7 separate regions of the Mus musculus genome follow, and regions 1, 2, 4, 5, 6 and 7 are each linked to region 3. Evidence: chromatin contacts called from public Hi-C, HiChIP or PLAC-seq and promoter capture Hi-C data. All regions are on one chromosome and are shown on one strand. Each heading gives the region's core, a stretch centred on a gene start, on an enhancer-like site or on the middle of the called end of the contact. The rest is flanking DNA. Distances are from core to core; before and after follow the strand shown.

Region 1 (3,342 bases), core at 709-3,208, 1.7 Mb before region 3:
AGCATGATAAGAGACAGGAAGATGGCAAACTGTGGGAGGACAGGAGTTGGGTTTGAAGTCTGGATTTAAAGGGCTTGCTCTGACCCGGTCAATTACTGAGACTTTCCTGGTGTTCTCCATCCACCCACCTTCACCACAGAAAAGGCTTCCGGTAGCCCCCAAGAGCTCCCACACCCCACTCACTGTAATCATGAGACAGTAGTTCTCCTTGCAGGCCCCACAGCAGCCCACAAAGGCCACCAGGAAGAGGAAGGCACCCACTGCAATGATGACCACAGGCAACAGCGAGCCAGCAGTAGTCTCATGGGTAATGGCCTGCTTCAAGACAACCTGAACCGCTACACCAATGGCGATCAATCCCACTGCACAGGCCTGAGGAAAAAGGCGAGAGTTAGGTCAGATCCTCAGTCCAGTAGCCCTCGCACCCGACCCCCACCCAGAAGATAGATCCTACACCTCCAGGAAACACTGGCTGTAGACAAGGTCTGCCCATCCTTGCCCCACAATGAAGGCTGGGAAGTTGTTTAAGGCACACAAGGAGAAGGGAATCGGGAGGTGTCATGCTGCCTTTAAACAGCGCTTCGGCACAGGATATGGGTTACTTTCTATGGACTCCCAGCTAGAGTCTCTCCCAGAACTACCCCCTCACTCCAGTGACTCAGGTCCTAGGGCCAGCTAGGCTAGGGCGGAGGAGGGGGTAAGAGTGGCCCCTTTCGGGCCGGGCGTGGTGGCGCACGCCTTTAATCCCAGCACTCGGGAGGCAGAGGCAGGCGGATTTCTGAGTTCGAGGTCAGCCTGGTCTACAAAATGAGGTCCAGGACAGCCAGGGCTATACAGAGAAACCCTGTCTCGAAAAACAAACAAACAAAAAAAGAGTGGCCCCTTTCAGAACACACAGGGAGGAGCAAATGAAGGAGGGCAGAGCCTTTCCTACCCCCAAGTAAATGAGAGGGCTAAGAGAATGGAGAGGAATCAACGGTGTGAGGAGTGGAGACAGCCCCTTGGCGATACCATCAGACCGTTGGCAGGTTGCCCCACCACCCCGTACCACGAATGGTTGGGTCACCAGACAGGAAGGGCCAGGAGGGGGTTGGTTGGGGGTGCTCCCCGTCTAGGATGGCAATTCTCGGTCCAAACTTTACTCAGAGGTCCCGGAAAGCTGCGCGTGGGGGATGGGGAAGGGAGGTAGCGCGGACACGTTCTGCCTTTGGCCCTTTTCCCTGGGCTTTCCTTCCACATCTGGCCTCCAGCTGCCTTCATCTCTGGGTCCCTCACCCTTCACGGCTCCCGCTCCAAGACTCCCCCCCCCGCACCCCGCCCGGGCGCCCCGTCGCTCTCCCCGCACTACTCACGCAGAAGGCCAGCAGGAGAACGTAGAGCAAAAACTTGACACACTTCATTCCTCCTTCCACCGCCATGGCTGTTGGGCCTGGGGCCGCGGAGAACACCAAGGATTAGAGCAGGTAGAGCAGGCCGAGGGGCCGCCACATCCGCAGCTCCCCGCCGGCCTTCGCAGCCTTCCCTGCGCGGCCCCCATCGCTGCCCTCCCACCCAGAAACCCGCGGTCAGACCCACGTCTCCCAGCCCTCCCCGCTCGCCGGCCGGACTGGGGCGCGCCACGCAGCGGGGCCTCGGGATCTCGGGATCCCGGGACGCACGGAGGGCGCGGCCGGACTCCAGGTAGATCTCCGCCCGCCGCTGCACAGCGCCGATTCCCGATCCCCGATCCCGACAGGCCGCGACCCGAGACCCTCGCCAGCCCCTGGGCGCGAGCCTCCCCTCGGGTGCGGCGCGGATGGCGCCCCGCGAACTTCGAGGCAAAGTTGCCCCCACGGACGTCCCCCGGGTCCCCGGGCCCGGCTCACCTGCGCTCCCCGACGCTTCTCAGTACTCTCCTGCCGCGGCTCAGCCGCCGTCTCCCGTGCCCCCTGCCCGCGCCCCGCCTGCTGCACGGCCCCGCCCCGGCTCCGGCCGCCCCCCTCCCCCGCAGGGTGGCCGCCTTCTTCCCTCCCTCCCTCTCTCTCTCATGTGACACGGGAACAGCTGCGGCCTGAGTCACCAGGCTAGCAGGGGGAGGTGAGCCCCCCGCCAGGACAAGGCCACGTGGCCGCTGCCTGGAAGGCTCGAGCCAGGAGCCGGACCTCAGGGTTCCCGGAGCCCTCTGCAACCCAGGCGCCGTCTGGTTCTCTCTGGTTCAGGAGTAGGCGAGTCAGAGTCCAGAGGACGCACGGCGGCTCAGAGTTGCCCAAAGACAGAACTGAGCCAAAGTATCAAAACGGTCATCTGCAGACCTCAACCCACCGAGTACCCACCACGCAGCTCCCTCTCCGTCCTTGTTCAAGGCCCTGCCCCCCGCCCCATTCCCGAGCCACCCGCAGAAGGTGTGGGTTGAGTGGCACTGGGTGAAGTCAGAATAAACACTTCCAGAAAGCCCCTAGCTTCCCATCCTAGAAGTCTCCCAACATTCTGGACTAGGGTTTTATGGCCCCAGCTTCTCCATTTTCTAGAACTCCTGAGCTGAGAAAACCCTTTGAGGAAGCCCTTGTCTAGAACCCCGTTTCCATGCGTCAATCATAACACGTCAGAGCCTGGGCCCTCCTGGGAAAAGATTAACAAAGCCTTAGAGCTCCCTTGCTCCTGGATTAGCCAGTGGTTAATGGAGATGTGAGAAAGGACACTAAGGCCGGCGAGGCAATAGCATGGACTTCCGTATCTTATTCCTCTTTTCATCAGAGATGGCAAAACCAGGTAAAGGCGAGAGTTAGAAATACCTTTCTCCCGTGTGCCGCTGGTGGTTCACAGAAGGAACTGTTGTAAAAAGCTCAGATAGGACCGACCGGCCTTACACTCCTAACCTGAACTTTGTCCTTTTCTCCGCAGCTCCTTCTGCCTTGAGTTGCTTACTGAATCTGAAGGGAAGGGACTGTATATAAAGAAACAATTAAAACAAAGGCCAGCTGGTGGCACACATATGTAATCCCAGCACTTTCATATTCTCTCTCTCTCTCTCTCTCTCTCTCTCTCTCTCTCTCTCTCTCTCTCTCGATAGGGTTTCTCTGTGTAGACCCGGCTGCCCTGGAACTCTATCTGTAGACCAGGCTGGCCTCAAACTCAGAGATCTGCCTGCCTCAGCCTCCAGACACTAAAAGTCCATGACACCACACCTGGCACAAGAAAATCAAAAATTCAAAGCCACTCTGGACAGTTTAGTGAGACACCACACACACACACACCTATCTCTTTGGAATCAGGGTCTCATGTAGCCCAGGCTGGCCTGGAATTCCATATGTAGCTGAGGATAACCCTGAACTGCAGGTCATTTTGCCTCCACAAGTGCTGGCA
Region 2 (3,288 bases), core at 534-3,033, 1.2 Mb before region 3:
TGGAAGGAGTAGGCTGCCCTTCAAGGTCATACGCAGAAGGAACACCACCTTTGAACTGGAAGGAAGGGAAGGGACGTGGGAATGAGGACACAGCAGGCTCTCTCTGAAGAGCTTGGAAGGAAAAGTGTTAGAAATGCACTCATTCTGCATCTGGAGGTTTCATGCTCTCGTGTGTGTGTGTGTGTGTGTGTGTGTGTGTGTGTGTGCATGAGAATGAGTATGTGTGTGTGCATGGTGTGTGTGTGAGAATGTGTATGTGTGTGAGTGTATAAATGTGAATGTGTGTGTGTGCATGAGAATGTGTATGTATGTTTATGGTGTGTGTGTGGGTGTGGGAGACGCACATGTGTGTTGTGTGATGTGTGTTTAGCTGGTTCTCTCCATGGGGGCGGGGGGGGGGGGGGGAGTCCTGAGGATTGAATTCAGAGCAAACTGGGTGGCAAGCACCCCTACCCACTGAGCCATCTGGCTAGCCTCGTCTTGACTCTGAGTCTATGACCTTATTTGTGTAAAGCATTTGACTTGTATCACAATGTAGCTTTGATTGCCTGTCTTCTTCCTGCCAGCACATTTCCTTTGTCAGGCAAAGCTCGAATCAATGTGGGGAGCTTTAACCCAGCGTAGGGAAAGCAGAGCTTGCTCTGTGACAGTCGGGAGAATTTTGCTTGCTCTTGCACCCGTCTAGGCTAATCTCTTTCTAATTTGTAGTTTATTTCTCTTCTCTCTTTTTCCTTTGGTCATACTTTTCCCAAGAGCGCTTGTTTTTTCCTTGAATCCTGGGACGTAGTATTCACCTTTGGGCTTTCTGCCTGTGATGTCTCGTCCTCCATTGAGTACACATTTTTCCCCGACAGTGATGGTGCTTTTTTCTAAAAGTAAATTTTGGCTAGTAGTAGCTCACACCTGTAATTCCAGCAACTGGGAAGTGGCAGCAAGAAGGTGCATATGAGTTCAAGGTCAGTGCAGGTTACAGAGCAAGATCATGACACCCCAAAGCCCTCCTGGAGAGCATGCATGTCTGTAATCTCAGCAGCTAAGAGTCAGGACGATATCCAAGAGTTCCAGGGCAACCAAGCTTATATAGCGAGGGCGTCTCAAAGAACAAACAAACCATGTCTTATGTTTGGTTTGGTCTGACAGTAGGGCTTGCTTCTTGTTTAGAGCTGGCTACTCTAAAACTGGGTAGGTAGCCCAGGCTGGCCTGGAACTCGTGGCAACCCTCCTGCTTCTGCCTCAGACTTCTTTCCATAAATATTAGGGAGGAAATTCTGCTCCTAGGGACGTTCATGAAGGAGCACTGCAAATTCAAGGCCTGAATTGTCTTGTCTCGAATAACGAGAAGGGGAGGAAGGGGGAAGGGCGTGTAGATCTAGGAGAGATTATACAAGTCAGCCCAGAACTTGCAAAGTTAATATCCTTTTCCAAAGACATAAACCGGCAGCAGGCACTGCAAAGGCCAGTAGGATGAAAAGAGCCTCTCCTTCTAAAGGGCTCTGAGAAACGTTCCTCTGGACATCGACAGCCATCTGCCGTTGACACGCCCACGACGTCGCCTCTGCGTCTACGTATCAGGTCCTGTGACCACAGACTCGCCAAGTAGTTTGTGCCAGGCGATCTCGCTCCCCCGAGCCATCTCTGCAGCTCCTCCGACACGCACCCAGCGCCCTTTCTTTCACGCCAGAGGTGTCAAAGAAACTACATCTCCCGACAGGCAGCGTTGTCCCTTCCTTCCTCGCGCTCCCTCCTCCCGATCCCTGGCAACGGCGTGACGTGAGGGGACCCAGAGCTGCGGTCACCGCTTCAGTGACAGCCTATCCGGCGCGCGGGCCGGAGCAGGGCGAAGGCAGCCGGAGCTCGCGCCGCCCTTCCTGCCCGGCCTCCCCTACAGCTCGCCGCCGCCGGGAGTGCCAGGCAGGGGCGCGCGCATGGCCTCTGCGGGCGCGCGGAGGCTCCCGGCCCCGACGCGCGCGGCCGCCCGGAGCTGCTGCGGCTTCTCGCTCTGCCGGGGCGCGCGCTCCGTCCCGACCCCGCCCCCGGGCCCTCCGCGGCCGCCGCGTCCAATGAGGTGAGAGGCAGGCACAGACGTCCGCGCAGGACCGGAGGGGGTCGCCCGGCACCCCGAAGTTCAGCGGTGGAGGGTGGCAGCCCTTAGACGGCAGGCCGGAGAAGGGCTGGCATTGGTGGTGCCCTGGGAGTTCGAATGGAGTTCTGGAGATACGCGTACAAGCTAGATGCTCGGGGCGGGTGCGTGCCAGCCACTTCTTGGCCTTCGCCGGCGTTCTGGCTTTGATGTGCCTGGCCTGACCCTGGCGTCAGAGATGCTTCAGTTTGCTTGCAGCAGTAGTGTTGCCTCAAAGGCAGCTGGCACTTAGGACGTGCCCTTCTTTTTCCCATCCCCACCCCTGGCCCTGTCCTCAGCCGCCCTCGACCTTTCGCACTCGTGACTGCCTGGCCAGCCAGCCCAGCTAGCTGCAGCAGGTGCTAGGGGCAGAAAAGCTTGCCCGAACCAACGACCTTCCTCTGTGATGCATCCCTCTTCCCCTTCACCTGAAGTGGTTGAATACAAAAAAAGAATCGTGACGCTGCCTCTCCTTTCTTTTTGGCGCTAGGTTTCTGATTTCCTGTAATCTCTTCTTGCCTCGCGCTGCCCAGGCCTTGGCAGCGGAGGCTGGCCTACCTCATAGTCGTTCCTTCATGGGCTTTGCTGCCCCCTTTACCAACAAGCGAAAGGCTTACTCGGAGCGTAGGATCATGGGGTGAGCATTCCTTTTTTTCCCCTTCAAATAAATAACCATGTACCAGTAGTGGGTAAGATTCATATTGGGCCACTTGTCTCCCCAGCAACGTTTTCGCTGCCAGCCTTTCAACCTAAATTTCCCACCTTAGTTGTTCTGCACGTGTATTAGTCTAGAATTGTGTTACATCATAGAAAGGTAACCGACTAGGTAGTACAGCCTGTAATCTAAGCTTGAAGCTTCCACGGACTACATAGCCAGAGCTGCATCATAGGTATCTCACACACACACATTTTGAGACAGGCTCTCACATAGCCTAGGGTTGGCCTTGAACTTGATATACAGTCAAGAAGACTTTGAACTTATATCTTGCCTCCACCTACCTCCCTAGAGCTGAGATTATAGACATGTGCCACCATGCTGCTGTTTTTCTGCAGTGCTGGGGATTGAACATGCTAAGAAACCACTTATTACAGGACTTAATTAAGTCACAGCTTTTTGTTATTGTTGTTTGAGCCAAGGTCTCAAGACATACCTCTGGGTATCTACCTTG
Region 3 (3,203 bases), core at 195-2,694:
TTATCCCTTAAATCTGTGCGTTACAGAGGTGCGAACTAGGGCCAATTACTAGGATGTCTACGTAGCCGCCATCCAGGAACCCTTCTGGAATCTCAAGTCTAAATCAAGACAGCAGGCAGTCTCCGGGTGCTCTTTTGCCTGTACATCCTCCCACACTCCAGTGGCGGCGACAAGGTTGAGGAGGATAGATTTGCCGCGCCCCTGTCTCCCCCCCAGTTCAAGCTTCGGTAGCCCTCTCCACCTCCCTGATAACTGCACCCAACCAGTCAGCAGTAAGCAGCGTCCGAGTCTAGCACTGGAGGAAACAAAAGCTCCCCGGCCACCCCCTCCAGCATGTTCTGCGCTGTCGCCGCCGCCACGCCGCGGTCCGCACTCACCCCACCACTTGCTCCTTGATCCTGACCGGGATGTGTGCGTAGCGAGGCTCAGGGGCAAGGTCTAGCAGATCGAGTCTCGGGGGACCTTGTGGGGGCGACCACAATGCCAGAGGGTTCGGGAGACTTGGCGCGTTTCGGGTGCTGGAGTACAGGAGACCCAGCGAGGCGCAGGCGAGCAGCAAGACTAGCGCATAGAGGGCCCGGCGGTCTAGCCGCATCCTGATATGGGGGAGGGTGAGAGGTGACCAGGCTCTCAGAGAACGTGAGGGCCGGGACTCTGGACCCCGCCGCCTCCGAGGCTCGCGCAGGTACCCAAGGCCAGCCATCTCCGCTCCGCACGGCGCGCACCCCTTCCCTCATGCTCACGCCAAAGGTCTCCCGGCCTCCTTTCTTCCGCCTCTCTCTCGCCTCTGGGCTTCCGCATACACCCAAGGCTTGCCGTGGTGACATGCAGTATCTTGGGTGCGCAGCCCTCGGGGACCCCACCCCCACCCCACGGGCAGCAGCCGGGCCAGGGTGCTGCGGAGGGGCGGCTGTACTGCACCTGGCGGGTCAGGGAAGGCACGGTGTCGCGCCCGCGCTCGCGGGTGCCCGGCCTCGGTGACCCTCGGGTGGCCTCGTTGAGCCACGGGCACGATGCGCGAGGCCAGGAGGACGCCGCTCCTGCCCACACCTCGGCCGCCGGGCGTGCCAGCGCACTGACCTGTCTAACGTTCTAAGGCCGCGGCAGGATCGCGGTCCGGGCAGTGCCCGGTTCTCCGCCCCGGCCGGGGGGTCCTCATGAGGCCGGCGACGGCCTGATGCGGGAGCTGGGCGGGAGGGAGCCCGACAGTGTCGGGGATCCGACTCCTCCCGCCTGCGGACTCCGGGGCTTTGTAGACCGCAGCGCGGGGGTGGTTCTGAACGTTTCCTGCCGGGGTGAACTGGATCGTAAATCCGCCGCGCCCCAGCCCCAGCGACAAAGCGGGGAAGCCCTGGCACCGCGTCGCGCTCCCAGGCAGCCGAGGGCTCAGGCCTCCGCCCGGCTCTCACACCGCAGCGCAGCGCCGCTCCCGGGCTGGCTGCGGCACAGGCTCGGGCTCTGAGCGGGGATGGCGAGCTCCGCGGCGCCGTCTGGCGGACGCGGAGAAGATTGCTTAGGCGATGAGCCCTCCCGGGAAGGTCCCCCCTTTTCACATCCCTTCGTCCCCAAACCGCGGTGTCTAAGATGCCAGTTCCCGGTCCCCGCCATTTCCCCACTCGTTCACAGTGTAGCCCCAGGAAGGGCGATTGGGTTCAGTATGCGGTCTAACCTCATTTCAAGGAACACTTGGATGGGGAAGATGAAATAAATAAAACCAGCCAGCCCTGGAGGTGAACACTGCCTCACGAGCAACAAAGACAGCGGCCTCTCTCTGACCTCTTGGCTCCGAATTCCAGCCATCAACCGAGGCAAGCCGTTACTCAATGGCCGGCCTACTTCCCCTAACTGCTTCTTGGTACAGACTTGAAGAGGAACCGCAGAAAGTGGCCAGATGGACAGTGAAGTAGGCCATAGGTGGCTTGATTCCCGACACTGACCAGAAACAAAGTCCTGTGGTTCTCAGAAGGATCAAAATTGAATAGAAAAATAGGTAAAACATAATGAAAAATGTGTCTGGGGGTTGGGGCTGTAGATAAGCAATATTGAATGAACTGTGTGTGTGTGTTGGGGAGAAGAGGGAAAACCCACCCTTAAACCAGAAGTTTCAGATCAAATGCTAAAAGTAGAATTACAAAACCTTTAAAATAAATCAAGGGCTTTTTTTCCTTTACAGTCGGAAGAGATCCCCTAAGCAAGAGGCGAAGGGAAATATTAGTAAACCTGTCTATATAAAACACTTACTGGAGAGATGGCTCAGCAGTTAAGAGCACTGGCTGGTCTTCCAAAGGACCTGGGTTCAATTCCCAGCACCCACATGGCAGCTTACAACAATAATTCCAGTTCCCGGGCGTCTGGATACCCCTTCACAGACCCACATGTAGATAGAATATTATTGTAAATAGGAATAAATTTATTTACAAAACACTTGATAGACATCGGGTGTAGAATGCAAAGTTAGGTTTTTATTACTGTGCCCAAGAACTCCGTGAATCAAAATGATCTTTGTAACCGGTCAACTCCCTGCCCGAGGACAGATACGCCACGATTCTCTGGAAGCTGTTACCCGTATCAGATAGCAAGCCACATGCGTTCACTTTTCTAGGGGATCACAGGGAGTTGAGAGGTAGGTAGGAGGAAGTATGTCAGGATGTATGCTTGCTTCCATCTGACCAAGGCATAGCCTGTGAGTTAGCCCTTTATAATCACCTGGCCATTGTAGCTGGTGGCCATTTTCTAGGAACCCTGGAGTGGACTGGCCAGAGTCCATCATCCTGGCTAGTATTAAAGCTTGCTTCAAATTTTGTTCAAAAATTGTGGCAGTCATCTTATTCTTGACTGGTAGAATCAAAACCGACGTGGCGCATGCCTTTCTTAACACCGTGGAGTCAGGAGCTGAGGAGTTAGCAGGTTTGGTCTGGTCTAAGTAAGTGAGACCCTGTCAGAAAGCCAACAGTTGGGTTGGGGGATATGGCTTAGTGGTTAAGAGCTTTTCTCCCTCTTCTAGAGGACCCAAGTTTGATTCGAAGCACCCATGTTGAGTGGCTCATAACTGCGCACTAGGAGACTTTGTGCCCTCTTCTGGTCTCCTCAGGCTCTCTCTCTCTCTCTCTCTCCCCCTCTCTCTCTCTTCTCTCTCTCTCTCTCTCACACACACAGCACACACATGCAGACACACGCACAAGTGTTGAAGATTAACCTCATTG
Region 4 (3,264 bases), core at 279-2,778, 1.1 Mb before region 3:
TAAAAACAATAAACAAACAACAACACAACAAAAACAATAAACAACAGTCAGATATGGTTACATACAAGGAAACTCAGCACTTTGGAGGCAAAAGCAGGAGGACTGCTGTGAGTTCTAGATCAGCCTGGACTATAGAGAGAGATGTTGTCGCAAAAACACAGTAGTGATAGGAGAACTGACAGAGTGGAATGCCTTATGAAACTAAATATGTAGTTAATCTCTCCACTCCCTTGTTGGTTTGAAAGACCCAGCTAACTCTCATCAGTTCAACTCAGTTTTGACTACCTGCAAAGAGCTGTCCTTGGGCAAAGACCAGATAAAGATTTCTAATACACCCTTTCAGCCTTCAGAAAGGGGTATAGTTCTTACCCCATGGCTCCCCACCCACAGCATCTCCTCATGTAAATCAAAGTGGGAGACAGACACAGGCACTCCCACTTCAGCCACCACGCTGTGCAACTCAGAGTAGACACCTTCCATTATGTGCACTGACTCCTGGACAGGAAGAGCCTCCAAGGCCACTCCCTCTGGGTCTAGCTCCACATTCTGTAGCAAACTTGGATTCAGGTGGGCATCCAGGACTGGGTCCAGGGTAGAATGCATAGCTGGGGAAAATTCGGCCAGTCCAGGATCCAGACCCTCAAAGTTCATGACGATAGTGGCCGCTGGTCAGACCGGAGTCACACCCTCCCTTGCCACGCTTCCTACAGACAAGTGACCCAGCCTTCAGGAGGACAGCACCAGTGAACCTAGAATGGACATTCTGGCCTGCAAGGGAAAGAGGCAGCGCAGTCAGGGATAGGCCTAGGTACTGGAAGTATCTTCTATGTGGACAGGACAATCAGGTAGGCAGAGGGGATGAGACTGCCAGGCAAAGACGGAAGCATGCATGAAGAGGACAAGGGCAACGCTGTACTGTGAGTGGCATGACAGTGTCCCTTACTCTGCACCTCTAAACTTCCTAAGTTCCCTGCCAGCCCACCAAATGATCTAACTCTTGACTTCCCTTTCTCCTGAACCACAAGGTGAAGGGAGCGGGTTTGATAGGGGCTGGAGTTCGGGGGAGAGCTCTGAAATGCTTGTTTCTTAGAATTGGACATGAGACAAAGGGGCTGGGCGGTGAAGGGGGCAAGACAAGCCAGTTTCCCAGAATCCTTTACAGTGGTTACCCAGCATTCTCCAGGGGGTGGGTAACAAGAACGGCCAGTTACCCACAAACGGGGCGGGGGTAAGGGGGAAGTAATGGAAACGGATAGCTACCCAGAATTCTTTGAGCGAACCAGAGAAACTGGTTACCCAGAATTCTCCCCCAGCGCAGGGGACGGGAGGGGAAGGATTAGGGCAAAGGTCAAGACGTGTTCCTGGGATGCTTACGGGGAATGGGTCATTACCAAGATTTCTCCATGGCGGATATTTTGGAGCGCGTGGAATTCAAACGAGTAGGGGGTAGAGAAAGCGCCGTCAGCTCCGCGGGAAATTCCAGTTTCCCTACTACTCCCCCGCCTCTAGCTCAACCTAACCCAAGCAAGACGGACGGTGGATTGGCAGCCATCGCTTCCAATCAGCGGGGGCCACGGGCTCATCCCAGCCAATCAGAAAAAGCCAGGTACAGGCAGCGCCTGAGAAGGAGAGTGACGTAGCCTCCGCCAAAACAAGGTTACGGAATGCCACCGGGGACAAACTGAATCAGGCGCGGATCTATTTGGTGTTACGAAAAGTAATCCCTTCGCTCTCAGGCTTTGTTAAGCAAAATTAACTTTAGACTTTGAAGCCAAGCTTTTACGCTCCCTGAATAAGAACTAGACTAAAGGGGCGCCAGAGGCTAAGCACTGGGACTCGCCCGGTGGGTATTCCCAGCGTGGCCTTCATCATTCCCGGCGTATAGACCTTCATCTTGCTGTGCCTGTGAGCCATTCCAATACCTCTGACCCTGTACCCCCGAAACTCACTGGCATTTCCTATGACTTCTAGATGTGGGGAAGAAAAAGGAAGCGGGAGCCTGACTTCTAGTGTGGCCCAAGTGGCCACCTTTTCTCTATTTCTAGAGGCATCCATCTGAAATTCCCATCAATGTTTGTGTCGTCCCCAGAGGTCCCCTAATTTTCCCAAGAAACAAGTCTCCTAGACTGTCAAAATTCCCCTAGACCGTGGAGCTGGACATTGACCCCAAGAGAGAGATAAACAGTAAACTGAGTCAACTGAGCTGTAGCTATTCTGAGGGGTTCTTGATTAATCTCCAACTAAGAGATCCTACTGCCTCTCCCTCTCCTGTGAGAGTGTGTCACCGTGTCTAAAATATTTGGGGGTACTGGCTGTGTACTAAACTGCTTTGGAATTGGTCCAGGCTGTGAGATGTCTTAGGTTGCCCAAACTCAGCTCTGTCATCTCTGTTTTTAAAGGCCCTGTGCCACTAGTGGTCCATACCTACAATACCTGCATTATTAAAGCAGAGGCAGGAATCCCTTACAAATTCGAGGCCAGCCTAGGCTACATAGATAGTAAGGACCAGGCTTGCTATGGCTACATGGTGAATATCCCTTTCAACAGGTGCCTGTGGAAGAAAGTTCTCACCAATAATAAACACCAATAATAAAACTTTTAAAGCATTTATTGGGCCAGGCATAGTGGAGGTATATTTGTAATGGCAGTAATCCTGAGGCAGGAGGATTAGTGTTCAAGGTTAGCTTCTTCTATATAGCAAGTCCCAGGCTAGTCAGGTTACATGAGACCCTGTTTCAAACAAACAAAAACCAGGCTAAGTGGGATGGCAATCCCACCACTCAGGAGGCAGAATGGATTTCTGTGAATTTGAGGACAGCTTGGTCTACGTAGTGAATTCTAGGCCGACCAAGGTTAGACAGTGAGACCCTGTCTCAAAACACCCCCCTCATCCAAATAAAAATGTATTTCTTTTCAAAAAGGTGAAAGAGGATTTCAAGATGGTACAGCAGGTAAGGATACTGCTACCAACTGTCAGGGTCTGAGTTCCATCCCTGAGACTCAATGTGGTTGTCTTCACATTCATACTGTGGCACACATACATAATAAATAAATTTAAGTGTCTATCTGTCTCTGTCTGTCCCTCTGTCTCTCTCTCTCTCTCTCTCTCTCTCTGTGTGTGTGTGTGTGTGTGATTTTTCTCTCTCTCAATAAAGGCAAGCAAGTAGAACTTCAAGAAAGAACCCTGAGGCAGATGCATCGGGACTTCATCTATGGATGTTCTGCAGCCTAGCCTACCTGAAACTCTATCTAAAAAAAAAAAAA
Region 5 (3,696 bases), core at 877-3,376, 1.1 Mb before region 3:
TAGGAGGCAGAAGGGGTGAGGACACCATGAGAACACTGTCCACAGAATCAACGAGGCAGGATTCATAGGGGCTCACAGCAACTGAAGCAGCAATCATGGAGCCTGCAACACTCTGAGATGAGTGCTCTGCAAATACGTCATGATTGTTTAGCTTGTGTGTGGGGTGGGTGGGGGGAGTGGAGTGTCTCTGACTCTTTTGCCTGTTCTTGGAACCCTTCTTCTCCTCCTGGGTTACCTTGGCCAGCCTTGATCTGAAGGTTTGTGCCTAGTCTTACTGCATCTTGCTATGTCGTGTTTGGGTGATACCCCTGGGAGACCTTCTCTTTGCTGACAGGGGAGAGGCAGGGGATCTGGAGGAGAGGAGAGATGGGGTGGGGGCACTGGGAGAAGGGAAGGAAAGGGAGGATATGGTCAGGATGTATGAGAGAAGAATAAATAAAAAGGAAAAAATAAAAATCTTACTCTTATTGTACCTAGAGCTGAAAAGCTTAGAAGAAACACAAGTGTTCTTTAAAGGTCACATGATTCTACTACAGAGCAAACATTGCCACCTAGAGTCCAGGCGTTGACTTTCTTTCCTTAAAGGCAGGAATGGAGAAGGGAAGAGATTGGGCAGGAGATCCAATTATTCTCCTTCTAAAAATTTTATTTTATGTATATGTTGGATGTTTTGTCTGCATGTTCACCCACAGATCAGAAGCGGCATTGGATCCTATAGGACTCTAGGATTATAGATGGTTGTGAACCACCATGGCTGGGAATTGAACTCAGGACATCTGGGAGGGCAGACAGTGCTCTTAACTGAAGAACCATCTCCATAGCCCTGATCCAATCTCTCTTCAAACAAAATGTTTGTTTTCATTTTAGCTTTCTTGCAATCCTTGATCCTCGTGCCTTACTCTCTGTGAAAGCTTTGGTTGAGCTACAGCTCCAAACGGGTACTTGACTCTTTAAATTATATGCCTGTATTGCTTCTAAGAAACAAAAACTTGACGGGTGGTGTTGGTGCACACCTTTAATCCCAGCTCTTGGGAGGAAGAGGCAGGTGGATCTTTGAGTTTCCAGGACAGGAGGGCTACACAGAGAAACCCTGTCTCAACCCTCACACCCAAAGTCTGCCTAAGTGAACTAACTGCACGTAGGCTATAGGGGCTGCAACAAAGTACTTTCTCTAGTTGGCTTCACTCTCCGATATCAGTTTTGCACTGAATAAGGTTTTCTGAAATAAACTAGACTTTGTGTGTAACCTTAAGCAAACAGTTTCACCTCTAGGACTATAGTTTATATGTATTATATGTATATAATATATATATATACATATGTGTATATATATATATTATACAAACACACACACATAATGATCAAGGATGTCTTTCTTATTTATTTATTTATTTGTGCAAGGATCAAAAATTATGTAAAGGGCCTCGAGAGATGGCTCCATGGTTAAGAGCACTGGCTGCTCTTCCAGAGGACCTGGGTTCGGTTCCCAGCCCCCACATGGCTGCTCACAACCATCTTAACTCCAGTCCTAGTAAATTCGGCCCTCTTCTGGCCAATTCAGGCACGCACCTAGTACATAAACACAACATGCATACAAATTTTAAAAATATAATAAGGAAGCAAACAAATAAGTAAATAGATTCGCAGAGCAGAGGTTAAAGCTTTGGCTTATGACAAGGATCATAATGGGTACATAGAGCAGCTGCAAGGGTTGCGGAGGAGTTTTGGAAGGAAGTCGACAGGGTTGAGAAGTAGAACTGTGCAGCGGTGCAGCATCCTGCAGGGTGTTCGACTTCAGCCAGAGAGCAGAAGCCTTGTCTACAGGGGCATCACCCGGGGCAGCAGCCCTTCCCGGGAACCGGCTGGCACCTCCGCCCCGCTCCGCACACCCTTTCGGGGCCTGTACCTTCTGAGGGTCCAGTGCCGCTCCTTCCAGTGCTCTCGCTGCAACTTCCAATTCTCCAAGCGGTTCAAGGACCCGTTTTCCACCCTCCCCCGACTCCGGCGGACCAAGATAGCGAACAGCGGAATGGGTCACCCGGCTGGCGGAATGGATCACCCGGCTGTGGACGCTCGGCGTTCCGGGATCGGTGGGGCGACCGAAAGCTTAGCCACGCCCTCCCCGCGTGTCACTCTCATTGGCTGAAACACAACCCCGTTCAGCGCTGGGCTGGACAAGCTGCTTGAAACCACACCGCCGACTTCAGTGATTGGCGGAGAGGGAGAAGCTCGTTAGTGCCCGCTCCCGCCCCCCTAGTCGGGCGGAGCCCAACTAAAGTCTTAGCCAGGAATTCTAGCAGCTGATTTACCCGAACCGAACCGTGAGTTCTAGGGAAAGGAAACTGAAACCAGGGTGCGTGAAGGCACCTAGGACTCCATAGAAAGGGTGGGACCTGCGTCCCTTAGGATAGGGAGGGAAGAGCTGAGGTAATAAGGTATTTTTGAGGATATGAATGATAAATACTGTGGGTTCATGATAACGCTTTTTAATTTCTATAATCACTTGTTCAGGTGGAAGTTAGCCAGCCCCATTAGAGTGTAAAAATCTAAGTTTCAAGAAGGAAATTACTGGCAAGCGATGACAGTATCCCAAACCATCCACCCACCCATCCATCCATCTACACTTCTCTTGTCAGAATTTTCCACTTATTGGTTGTTTTGTTACTATCTCTTGTACGCCAAGACACCATAGTTCTTTAATAAAGGCCACTCCCAGTTAGAAGTTGTACTTTCAACTTCTGACACAAAATTAGACATGGCTATTTCTTCCACAACACCGATATCTGTGGTGGCATCCTTTCCGGTCTCTGGCTGATGGGTGGTCACCTCTGGCTGAGGGGTGGTCACCTCTTTCTCATCATAATAATACTGGATCAGCCGCTGAACCCCAGCCTTCATCGCTGGCTTAAGAGCAGCCGTGATCACCGCACCAGCTGGGCCCCCTGACGCGCCTACCATGGCCATCAAGAGATCATAACCCAGATCTATGGCCCCATCTCGACCTCGTTCCTTGGCCTTGTCAGAGCAGTTCTTAATGGCGTAATACAAAGCTGTGCCTAGGTTGTAGTAGGTGCCTACTGCTGGTAGTAGGTCAACCACATTGTGGACACTCTGTTCCTGATCATTGTCGCAGTCTGTGTTGGAAATCGAACGTTTGGCCCTCTTTGGACCTGGCTGCTCCCAGGCTAAGAGCTGCAGAGCAGAGGACAGGGCATCCACAGACACTTCCCGGTCTGTGTGTCCACTCTTCTGGAGCTCCTGGAGATGGTGGATGAGGGCTTGTGTAGCCTCCACACCTCCTAATCGGTAAAGCTGAAGCTGAAGAGCCCAGACCTCAGCCTGGCAGCCAGCTGCCTCCAGAGCATTCCTTAGAGCCAGGCCTACCAGGAATTTGGAGACAGGGGGCATGTAAGTGAAGCCAGGCAGGGACTTGGGGAGCAGCATCTGGCAGGACAAGGGCTTGTCTGAGGTCTGCATCTGGTATCCCAACTTCGAGGGAGGGAGCACCGTAGAGACACTGGTTGCCTCTCCGTGTGAAGTGGCATCCACAGGACACAGCAGGAGATAGCAAAGCAGCTGGATTGACATCAGGATGAGTCGGAGGCTATGCATGTCAGGAGCTGAGCACCCTGGAAAAAGGGAGAACCCCAAAACATGCAGACCATGTCTTTGAAGGTTATAGTCTGCAGGGAGCCC
Region 6 (3,651 bases), core at 249-2,748, 1.2 Mb before region 3:
GAACCGATCTAATTATAGGTCCACCATTCTGCCAAACACCGTCTAGAACTTGCTTCATTTCCCAAGAGGTTTCCTTACCCAGTTCCCTGGCAGCAGCAGTAGCAACAGCCAAGTAAGACAAGTGTCTACCAAATAACCAGTCTCTACCTTGTTGCCAGACACAGAAAAGCCCCAAGATAAACCCTACAAGTTTTGTGGTACATCTGACAACTATGCATCTCACACAGAAAGTTAATACCATTCTAAGTCTTTTCTTTCCTCCAGGTGTACTTTGCTTCAAACTATCTACTGATGAGAAAAACCTATTAGTTCCTTTAAAACTAAAACAGAAGCCAAGGTCATTTGTGGGACTGTCCCCACTTGGGTTAGAGCTGAAATTCCCTCAGCATAGCTGGGTCTCTGTTTAAAGGCCCAAGTTATGCTGAGCAAAAAAGTAGTGATAACGTGAAATTAAGAGTTATCCCTACTTGGACTTGAACTTCAGAATTCAAAAGGCAAACCATCAAATTAAAGGGCCGCCAGGGAATAAGGGGAAGTACTCCTGGTAGGTAGTAGAATTGAGTCATGTGACCTTGGTGTTACTACCTCACGCCTGTCTTCATTTATTGGCCTGTAGCTTGGAGGAACAACCTTTCTGGTTCTACCTAGAGCCTGATGTGATACATAATCAGCAGGTTTAACAGAAATGCCCCACCCTATTCAAGCTCCTCCTATATACATTAAGTGCAGGAGTCCCAAGGACAAAGAGGAGCTGGGGGGCTCTAGTCCCCTAACAAAACTAAAACGGCGGGGTCACTTACAGGCTTCAATTACAGTGAGGAAAGAAACAGGTCCTGACAGGACTCACCCTACAAAGCAGAGCCCAAATTAGCCCCAGTGACCAAGTGAGCATATTTATACATCCCCCACTCCTCCTCCAACAGTTCTCTCCCTAATTCGGGGGACCACGCCACATCTTTGCTCTCTGGCCTTGCAGCCAGGGCCCTGCATCCCTCGCTTGCACCTTGGATACTTGATATGACAGAAGGCGGGCCTCCCGGCCGCCGGGGGCTGCAGGCCGGGGCCGGCAGCGTTCACCTTAGCCGGAAGGGCACGCAGCACATGGCCTAGGAGCTCTGGGAAGGGTTGGCGGCTCGCCAGGGTCGGGCCCCTTTAAGGCGCGGAGGGCTGCGCTCCGGTGTGGGAGGGAGAGCCGGTGCCGGAGGCCCTGCGGTCGCCTCAGCCCCACCCCGCGCGCCACGGCGCGCTCCCTCCTTTAAGCTCACCTTGGCTCCCAAGAGCCGGGTTGCTGCAGTGAGTAGAGCCATGGCGGGCGAAACTCCGGGACCTGGCGGGAAGGGACCGAAGGGAGAGAGCTACAGCTGCAACAGGAGCGGTCGCCGCTGTGATGGAGACCGCGCCAACCGGCGGACAAGGTTGAAAGGAGGCGGCTGAGGGGAAGGGTAGACAAACCGGCACAGGCGCCCAGCCCAGGGTCCTCGGCGAGGCCCCGCCCTCTGCCCGAAACTTGAGCCCGCCCCCCTCCGGCGACCCACCCCGGCCTCGACCATTGGCCCAAAATGGAAGAGGGGCGGGATCTGAGCCTTTGACAGATGTTATCGCGGGGAGGATTGGACCGTACGGATTAGGCTAATTAGGAGTGGGTGGGAAAGGGATTGTAGGTGTCTAAGGATGTGCCTGAGAACTCAGTTAACTTCCTTCTTTGGCTTTTCCCTTTGCCCTTAACACATTTCGGGTTCTCCGGAGAATGCTGAAGATAAAGCTCCAGCACGCGACGTTTGAAGGTCACTGAACACTGCAACTGACCATTGCACTTCCTCTACCTGCTTGGCATGCTTTCTTAAAGAATGTCTTTGGTTAATGACTTCATGGCCGTGGAGGTGACATCACGCAGAAAGCCCGCTATGATGCCAGAGTTAGTTGCTTGATGGTCATTTGTGAACAGAAGAAATCTTGAAATTACAGATACTGACCCCGTTATGTGGAGAAGAGCAAAACCAGAAGCCTGAATGTTTAGTGATGTTTGTGAACTATATGGAGTCTAAGTCTTACAAAAGCCCCCTTAATATGAAGGAACCTTTCAGTCTTTGGGTCCTGGGCCTTATGATTCTGACATTCTTCATAAAACCCCATATCATAAAACCCCATAGAGCCAGCCCACCTCAGACACAGGATCAGGAGCTGCAACTCTCCACTCAAGATCAGGTGTTAGACACTCTCTTTTCGTCCCATCATTCACAGTATTTCCAAAGGACTCGAGGACGTTTATCCTACTTGGCTCTCTCTCTTATTTCTCCCTCAGAAAACATTGCAGTGAATGACACAAGGATTTAATGATCTTACACATCACTCTTAAATGCCCCGGGGTAGAACACCTCAGAACTTCTGTACTTTCCTGTGCCTACTGTGAAATTGGCCTAAGGGTGGAGAGAAGCTGACCCAATGATCAGAGCACCTTATCTGTAACCACCAAGCCTCAAATGTACAATCCTTTTATCTCACCACATGACAGTAACAAAGTGCAGAGGTCTCAGTATCCATGTAAGCCAAGTTCAGATAGTCCTTGTTTATAGAGGATGTAGTTTGTGGCTTAGACTTGGAAAAGAGAAAGAAAACCCCTATTTCCTCAAGTTTTCTCATATACATATTCATATCTGCCCAGTAGTGTTGTTCTAGCTTGGAAGTCAGGTAGTTCTTATGAGAGAACTTTATCAAGAGAAGCTGCGCCTCTTGAGAAGCAATAACCTTAGACCACCTCCCCGGGGACTTCAAAGCTTCACTGATCAATATTGGCTCCCAATTTAGCATCTCACATGGGGTTTCCTCATAACCCCAGAATAGTCTGACCTGGTTCCTTCCCCCATAGTTAATTATCCACAGAGACTAGCTAGCAGATCAGAGGCCTGAACTCCAGTGCCGTAAGTAACCAGAGGCTGTCCCCATCAGGTGAGGCTGCTGAAGGGACAATTATTGGGTGGCCATAATGGTAACTGGAGTTTTAATAACTACAGAGAGAATGCCATCCTTTTTAAGCCCCTTGATAGGATTCTGTACTTTAACGTCCAATTTTTATTTATTTGAAGTTATTTAATCCTGATGTCCATTGTTATAAAATCAATGTGAAAGCCCAGAGATGAAGGGGGTTAAGTGGTTTCGCCCAAAAGCTGAGTCTGTATCAGTCTGTCCCTCATTGCTGGGAGTGAATGCGGTTTGTAACATGCTATTACTAATACTCAAACATCAAACCACACCCCTAGCCCTACAGTTTCTTTCTGAACATAGGTGGGAAAGTTAAGACTGGCATGAATATAACAGCTAAGAAAACTCTAGGTCCAAATATACCTGCATGAGAACAGGAAGGGGCCACAGAAAAGACTTGACATAATTGTGACCTTGGGAAGATTCAAAATGCTCAGGGACAACGGTGCCCCCTGGTGGTCAAGATCAAGTGGGAGAATTCGGGCTCTAGAATCGTCTTAACATTATCTCCTATAGGTAAACAAACTTCAGTAGACAGTAGACAGTAGTTTGCTCTCTCTCTCTCTCTCTCTCTCTCTCTCTCTCTCTCTCTCTCTCTCTCTCTCTCTCTCTGTATGTGTGTGTGTGTACAGGAACGTGTATATGGTTACATGAGTCTCACATATGCTAAGC
Region 7 (3,731 bases), core at 140-2,639, 1.1 Mb before region 3:
CCAGGGTGAGGGAGAAGCCAACAGCCAGGGCTACAGAGCCCATGCGGCCATTCCGCCTCTCGTCGTATGTAGCAAAGATGCAGAGCACGAACTGGAGCGTCAAGAAGATCTCCACAGTGGTGGCCTGGCCCACGCTCACCCCAGCATGCAGCTGGCCAAAGGGGACAGAAACAGAGGCAACTGTTAGCCCTGCCACGCTGTTCCCACTTGAAGCAGGCACCCCTTACACTTCAGTTCCCGGGAGAGGATGCGGAGCCCCTCCCAAGCCAGTGTTGCTATCCTAACAGAGCTTCTTTGTTGTAGAAATGATTGCACTCACTCACCTGAGAGGGGAAACTGAGACTTTATAAAGTAAAATAAATCTAAGAGCCTGGCCTGGCAGTGGTGACACTTGCCTTTAATCCCAGCATTCAGGAGGCAGAGGCAGGCCTCCTCTGTAAGTCTGAAGTCACCCTGGTCTACAGAGCTTCCAGGATAGCCAGGGCTACACAGAGAAACCCTGTCTTAAGGAGTAGGGGAGAGAAGAGCTGGGTGTGCAGCTCATTTGATGTGACTTGCCTCTTAGCATGCGTGAGGCCCTGGTTCCATTCCCAGCACTACATAAACTGGATGTGTTTGGGTGTACCTGTCTGTAATCTTAGCACTTGGGGGAGGGGGTGGTGAGTAGAGGCAGAAGGACTCTTTGGCTATGTAGGAAGGCTAGGTCTAGAGTCCTGCGCCTGCCCCACCCCCACCCCTGGCCCTCCAGCTCAAAACAGAAGGAAAGGGGACTTGAACTCAACTTTCTGGATTCACCACGGAGGCCTCTATGCTTTCCTTTCCCCTCCAGAGCACTTATGGCTCACACACATGCACACGCACGTGCACACGCACACACACACACACACACAACCATGAGCAAGCATGCCAGGCCAACAGTCAGGACACTGTGTTCCCCAACCCTTAGCCAGCCCTTACCGTGTTGAGCGCTAGGTTTCCTCGGACAGCTGGTGGGGTGACACTGTACAGCACAGCCGCCCCAGCCACAGCTCCCAGAAGCTGGGCTGCTATATAGCAGAAAGCCCGGAGCAAGGACATCTGGGAGCCCACAAGGAAGGCAAAAGTGACCGCAGGGTTGACATGGGCTCCACTGATGTGACCCACAGTCTGCACCAATGTAGCCAAGGCCAGGCCAAAGGCCAAAGCCACTTGCAAGACATGTAGGGGCCCAGGGGCCCAACGTAGCGAGGCTCCAAGCCCAAAGAAGACATAGAAGAGGGTGGCAAAGAACTCAGCAAATATGGCCCTCCAAAAGGAGGCAGACCGAAGTTCCCACATGGCAGTGGGGGTGAACACAGTGCCTGGGTCCCTAATAACCCCCTGGACCTGCCTGGGTTGACAGTCCCCTTTATAGAGGACTCTTAATCCCTGGGAGGGGCAGGTTGAGGTAATTGGCTCTGCCTCTTAACCCCTTCACAGCTGTGGAGGTCTGAATCGAACTTCTGGTAAAGAGGTTGGATTTCCTTTTCTCTCTCCTCAGCAGGGGGAGGGGCGGGGATGAGCGCAGAAGCCAAGGAGCCAGAAGTATGGGGTCCATGGATGGAGAACTAGAACAGTGTGTCTGTGTGTGTCAAAGCTGAGGCTCATAGTATAGTCCTGACTGACACCTGGTTTAGAACATTCCTCAGATTTCTTGGAAGGTAGTTAGGTTGAGTTCACTTCCTCTAAGATAGGGTGGGCTCGCTCATGGGGGTCTCTGGCTCCCTTGAGTCTATTGGGGTTAAGGGTGGGGGAGGGGGTAAGGAGTGGGGTGCAGCAGGGGAATTGAATAACTGAAGAGAATTCTTTAGTTCCCTGGGATTAGGGGGCCTTCTCCCATTGGCTGGTTTGGACTGGAATCTGTGGACCCTGCAGCTCTGGAACTGAATAGTTCTGCTGTGTCTGGCTTTCTCAGAGCCCCGGAGTTCCCTACCCCCTGGCCATGCCAGCGTCTCCCTTTCCAAACCATCAGCCTGCCCTTTTAAACCAGGGGGTGGGGAAACATGATCTGAAAGTGGGGTTGGGGTCCCAGAAGGAGGAAACGTGGTCCGTTTTCCCACTTTCTTGCCACGCTGTGCCTTTTCCTAACCCATGTGAGGTAGCAGGAGGTGGTGGATGAGAAGAAACAGTCACTTGGCAAAACAGCTCAGTCAGTTCTCCAGGACAGCTGAGAGCAAGACTGGAGTGCCCACCCTCAACCCAGACGCAGAAGAATCTGGGTCAAGGGGAAAGAGGTTCAGCTCTGTTCAGCTTCAGAGAGGGACATGGGGCCTAGGAGAGCGGGGCTCTGTGAATAGAGAAGGAAAAATGGGGTTCCGAGACAGACTCCTCCACCTGGGAAGTCATACAGGTCAGCAGAGCTTTTCATGTGAAGCCCTGGAGCAGACCCTGTAGGGATGGCTCAGCCAGTGCCTCTCCTCCAGTGGGGAGTGAGAAGGAACACATTAGGGAGTTGTGTTTCTGTCCTGCAATGTGCAACTTGGGGTTGGATGGTACAGACAGTACAGTGACGGTGGAGGGCCCCTGTAACCCACAGAACAGCAGGGGAAGTTGTCAAGACCAGGGGCACTCACAGGGACTGATGAAGAGAAACAGTAACATCCATGGACCCTTGAACATCCCAGGAGCATCTCAAAAGACTCCTGACTTCAGGTCCTGTAACCTTCGTAGCATCTCACTCTGTAGATCCCAGTCACCTACGTCAACCCCAGAAAATGCAGGGTTTGTGCTGCCTGCAGGAAATGGCCTCAGAGAGGAGCAAGGTTAGCACATCACAGATAGGAGTTGAGACCCTCTGAGTGTATGCTGAGGCAGGTGGGTGTGAGGATACAAAGTGACAGAAGTGTTTTAGCTACAACATAAGACAGAACTATAGAGGTTAAGGGGGGACGGAGGACCTCACCCCAAGTATCTGTGCCAGGCTCACCACACCCACACTCAGAGCCAGGGCTAGTCACATAGGGTGAGAGTCTCCTGCCTGGCACAAAGCTTCCACAGGGACATGGGGCATGGAGGACCATCTCTACCAAGATTAGAATAATAGTGCCCAAGACTTAAGCAGCAAGCCCATGACCAACCTAGACTACATAAAAAGTACCAGGCTGCCCAGGACTATATAGGAAAACTGTCTCAAAATGGGCAAAACAAATGCAAAATCAAACAAAACTTCACAGGCTGGGGAGAGGGCTCAGAAGGCAAGAGCATGCATTGTCTCACAGAGGCACCCAGATGGTGGCTCACAAGCACCTATAACTCCAGTTCCAAGGGATCTAATGTCCTCGGTGACGTCCTCCACAGGCACCAGGCACACATTTGGTGCACCTACACACCCACAGGCAAAATGTTCATACACATTTACACATTAAAACTAAAAGAGAAAATATGTATGCTGTGATAATCTTTTTATAGATGTAAAAAAAAGAGGGGGTGGAGAGTTAACTGGATGAGATGTAGTCTGGGTGGTACGGGGTTTACCTATCCTGTAGGAGACCTGGGTTCAACCAAAGTAAAATTAAAAACACGTCTTTCAGTATACATCCAGATGAAATAAAGCCACTCAAAGAGGAGAGCACGGCATTGTCTTGTGTCTATAATGCTGGCAGGTAGAGGCAGGAGGGTTTTGAGTTCAGAGTCCTGACGATACATAGCGAGACCTCACTTAAAAATACAAAAGTGGGGCTGGTGAGATGGCTCAGTGGGTAAGAGCACCCGAC

The links. Promoter capture Hi-C pulls out the DNA fragments that hold promoters and counts their contacts. A called contact is a pair of places that touch in the nucleus more often than the background predicts. HiChIP or PLAC-seq counts read pairs in DNA pulled down with a chosen protein or histone mark.
Region 1: an H3K27ac HiChIP or PLAC-seq map of bone marrow-derived dendritic cells shows a contact between it and region 3, with 10 times the contacts expected there. The contact joins the promoter of Cd63 here to the promoter of B4galnt1 in region 3. A contact is called at or near these places in 2 of 39 promoter capture datasets (liver and pre-B cells), 1 of 115 datasets of contacts at active chromatin or transcription factors (bone marrow-derived dendritic cells) and 1 of 9 other capture datasets (adipose tissue).
Region 2: a contact with region 3 is called in an H3K27ac HiChIP or PLAC-seq map of bone marrow-derived dendritic cells, with 4 times the contacts expected there. The contact joins the promoter of Coq10a here to the promoter of B4galnt1 in region 3. A contact is called at or near these places in 5 of 39 promoter capture datasets (cranial neural crest, hippocampal neurons, liver and 1 more), 3 of 115 datasets of contacts at active chromatin or transcription factors (astrocytes, bone marrow-derived dendritic cells and memory CD8 T cells) and 1 of 9 other capture datasets (liver).
Region 4: a contact with region 3 is called in a promoter capture Hi-C map of pre-B cells, with 3 times the contacts expected there. The contact joins the promoter of Pan2 here to the promoter of B4galnt1 in region 3. A contact is called at or near these places in 5 of 39 promoter capture datasets (the C10 cell line, hippocampal neurons, liver and 2 more), 1 of 484 Hi-C or Micro-C datasets (embryonic stem cells), 4 of 115 datasets of contacts at active chromatin or transcription factors (astrocytes, bone marrow-derived dendritic cells, large pre-B cells and 1 more) and 1 of 9 other capture datasets (liver).
Region 5: a Hi-C map of B cells shows a contact between it and region 3, with 11 read pairs. The contact joins the promoter of Stat2 here to the promoter of B4galnt1 in region 3. A contact is called at or near these places in 3 of 39 promoter capture datasets (hippocampal neurons, liver and pre-B cells), 1 of 484 Hi-C or Micro-C datasets (B cells), 1 of 115 datasets of contacts at active chromatin or transcription factors (large pre-B cells) and 2 of 9 other capture datasets (liver and pancreatic islet).
Region 6: a contact with region 3 is called in a promoter capture Hi-C map of liver, with 2.8 times the contacts expected there. The contact joins the promoter of Cs here to the promoter of B4galnt1 in region 3. A contact is called at or near these places in 9 of 39 promoter capture datasets (the HPC-7 cell line, cranial neural crest, embryonic stem cells and 5 more) and 4 of 115 datasets of contacts at active chromatin or transcription factors (bone marrow-derived macrophages, embryonic stem cells, microglia and 1 more).
Region 7: a promoter capture Hi-C map of stem cell-derived epiblast-like cells shows a contact between it and region 3, with 5 times the contacts expected there. The contact joins the promoter of Mip here to the promoter of B4galnt1 in region 3. A contact is called at or near these places in 7 of 39 promoter capture datasets (the HPC-7 cell line, embryonic stem cells, liver and 3 more).

What each region holds. Positions count from the first base shown.
Region 1 is chr10:128,908,482-128,911,823 of GRCm38.p6, reverse strand. It overlaps Cd63 (CD63 antigen), which reads right to left and starts at 1,958. Exons shown (of 8, transcript NM_007653.3): 1 at 1,866-1,958; 2 at 1,353-1,429; 3 at 184-372; 4 at 1-29. The coding sequence starts at 1,418.
Region 2 is chr10:128,367,475-128,370,762 of GRCm38.p6, reverse strand. Coq10a (coenzyme Q10A) reads left to right here and starts at 1,783. Exons shown (of 5, transcript NM_001374700.1): 1 at 1,783-2,065; 2 at 2,610-2,756. The coding sequence starts at 1,926.
Region 3 is chr10:127,163,397-127,166,599 of GRCm38.p6, reverse strand. B4galnt1 (beta-1,4-N-acetyl-galactosaminyl transferase 1) reads right to left here and starts at 1,444. Exons shown (of 11, transcript NM_008080.5): 1 at 1,081-1,444; 2 at 378-596. The coding sequence starts at 595. It overlaps Gm51819 (a long non-coding RNA gene), which reads right to left. Exons shown (of 3, transcript XR_003949045.1): 3 at 2,917-2,935.
Region 4 is chr10:128,301,599-128,304,862 of GRCm38.p6, reverse strand. Pan2 (PAN2 poly(A) specific ribonuclease subunit) reads right to left here and starts at 1,528. Exons shown (of 26, transcript NM_133992.3): 1 at 1,392-1,528; 2 at 370-768. The coding sequence starts at 651.
Region 5 is chr10:128,268,928-128,272,623 of GRCm38.p6, reverse strand. It overlaps Stat2 (signal transducer and activator of transcription 2), which reads right to left and starts at 2,126. Exons shown (of 24, transcript NM_019963.2): 1 at 1,907-2,126. It overlaps Apof (apolipoprotein F), which reads right to left. Exons shown (of 2, transcript NM_133997.3): 2 at 1,374-3,629. The coding sequence starts at 3,612. The coding sequence ends at 2,665.
Region 6 is chr10:128,335,574-128,339,224 of GRCm38.p6, reverse strand. Cs (citrate synthase) reads right to left here and starts at 1,498. Exons shown (of 11, transcript NM_026444.4): 1 at 1,266-1,498. The coding sequence starts at 1,307. It overlaps Gm51822 (a long non-coding RNA gene), which reads left to right. Exons shown (of 2, transcript XR_003949053.1): 2 at 1-2,086.
Region 7 is chr10:128,223,468-128,227,198 of GRCm38.p6, reverse strand. Mip (major intrinsic protein of lens fiber) reads right to left here and starts at 1,389. Exons shown (of 4, transcript NM_008600.5): 1 at 958-1,389; 2 at 1-151. The coding sequence starts at 1,317.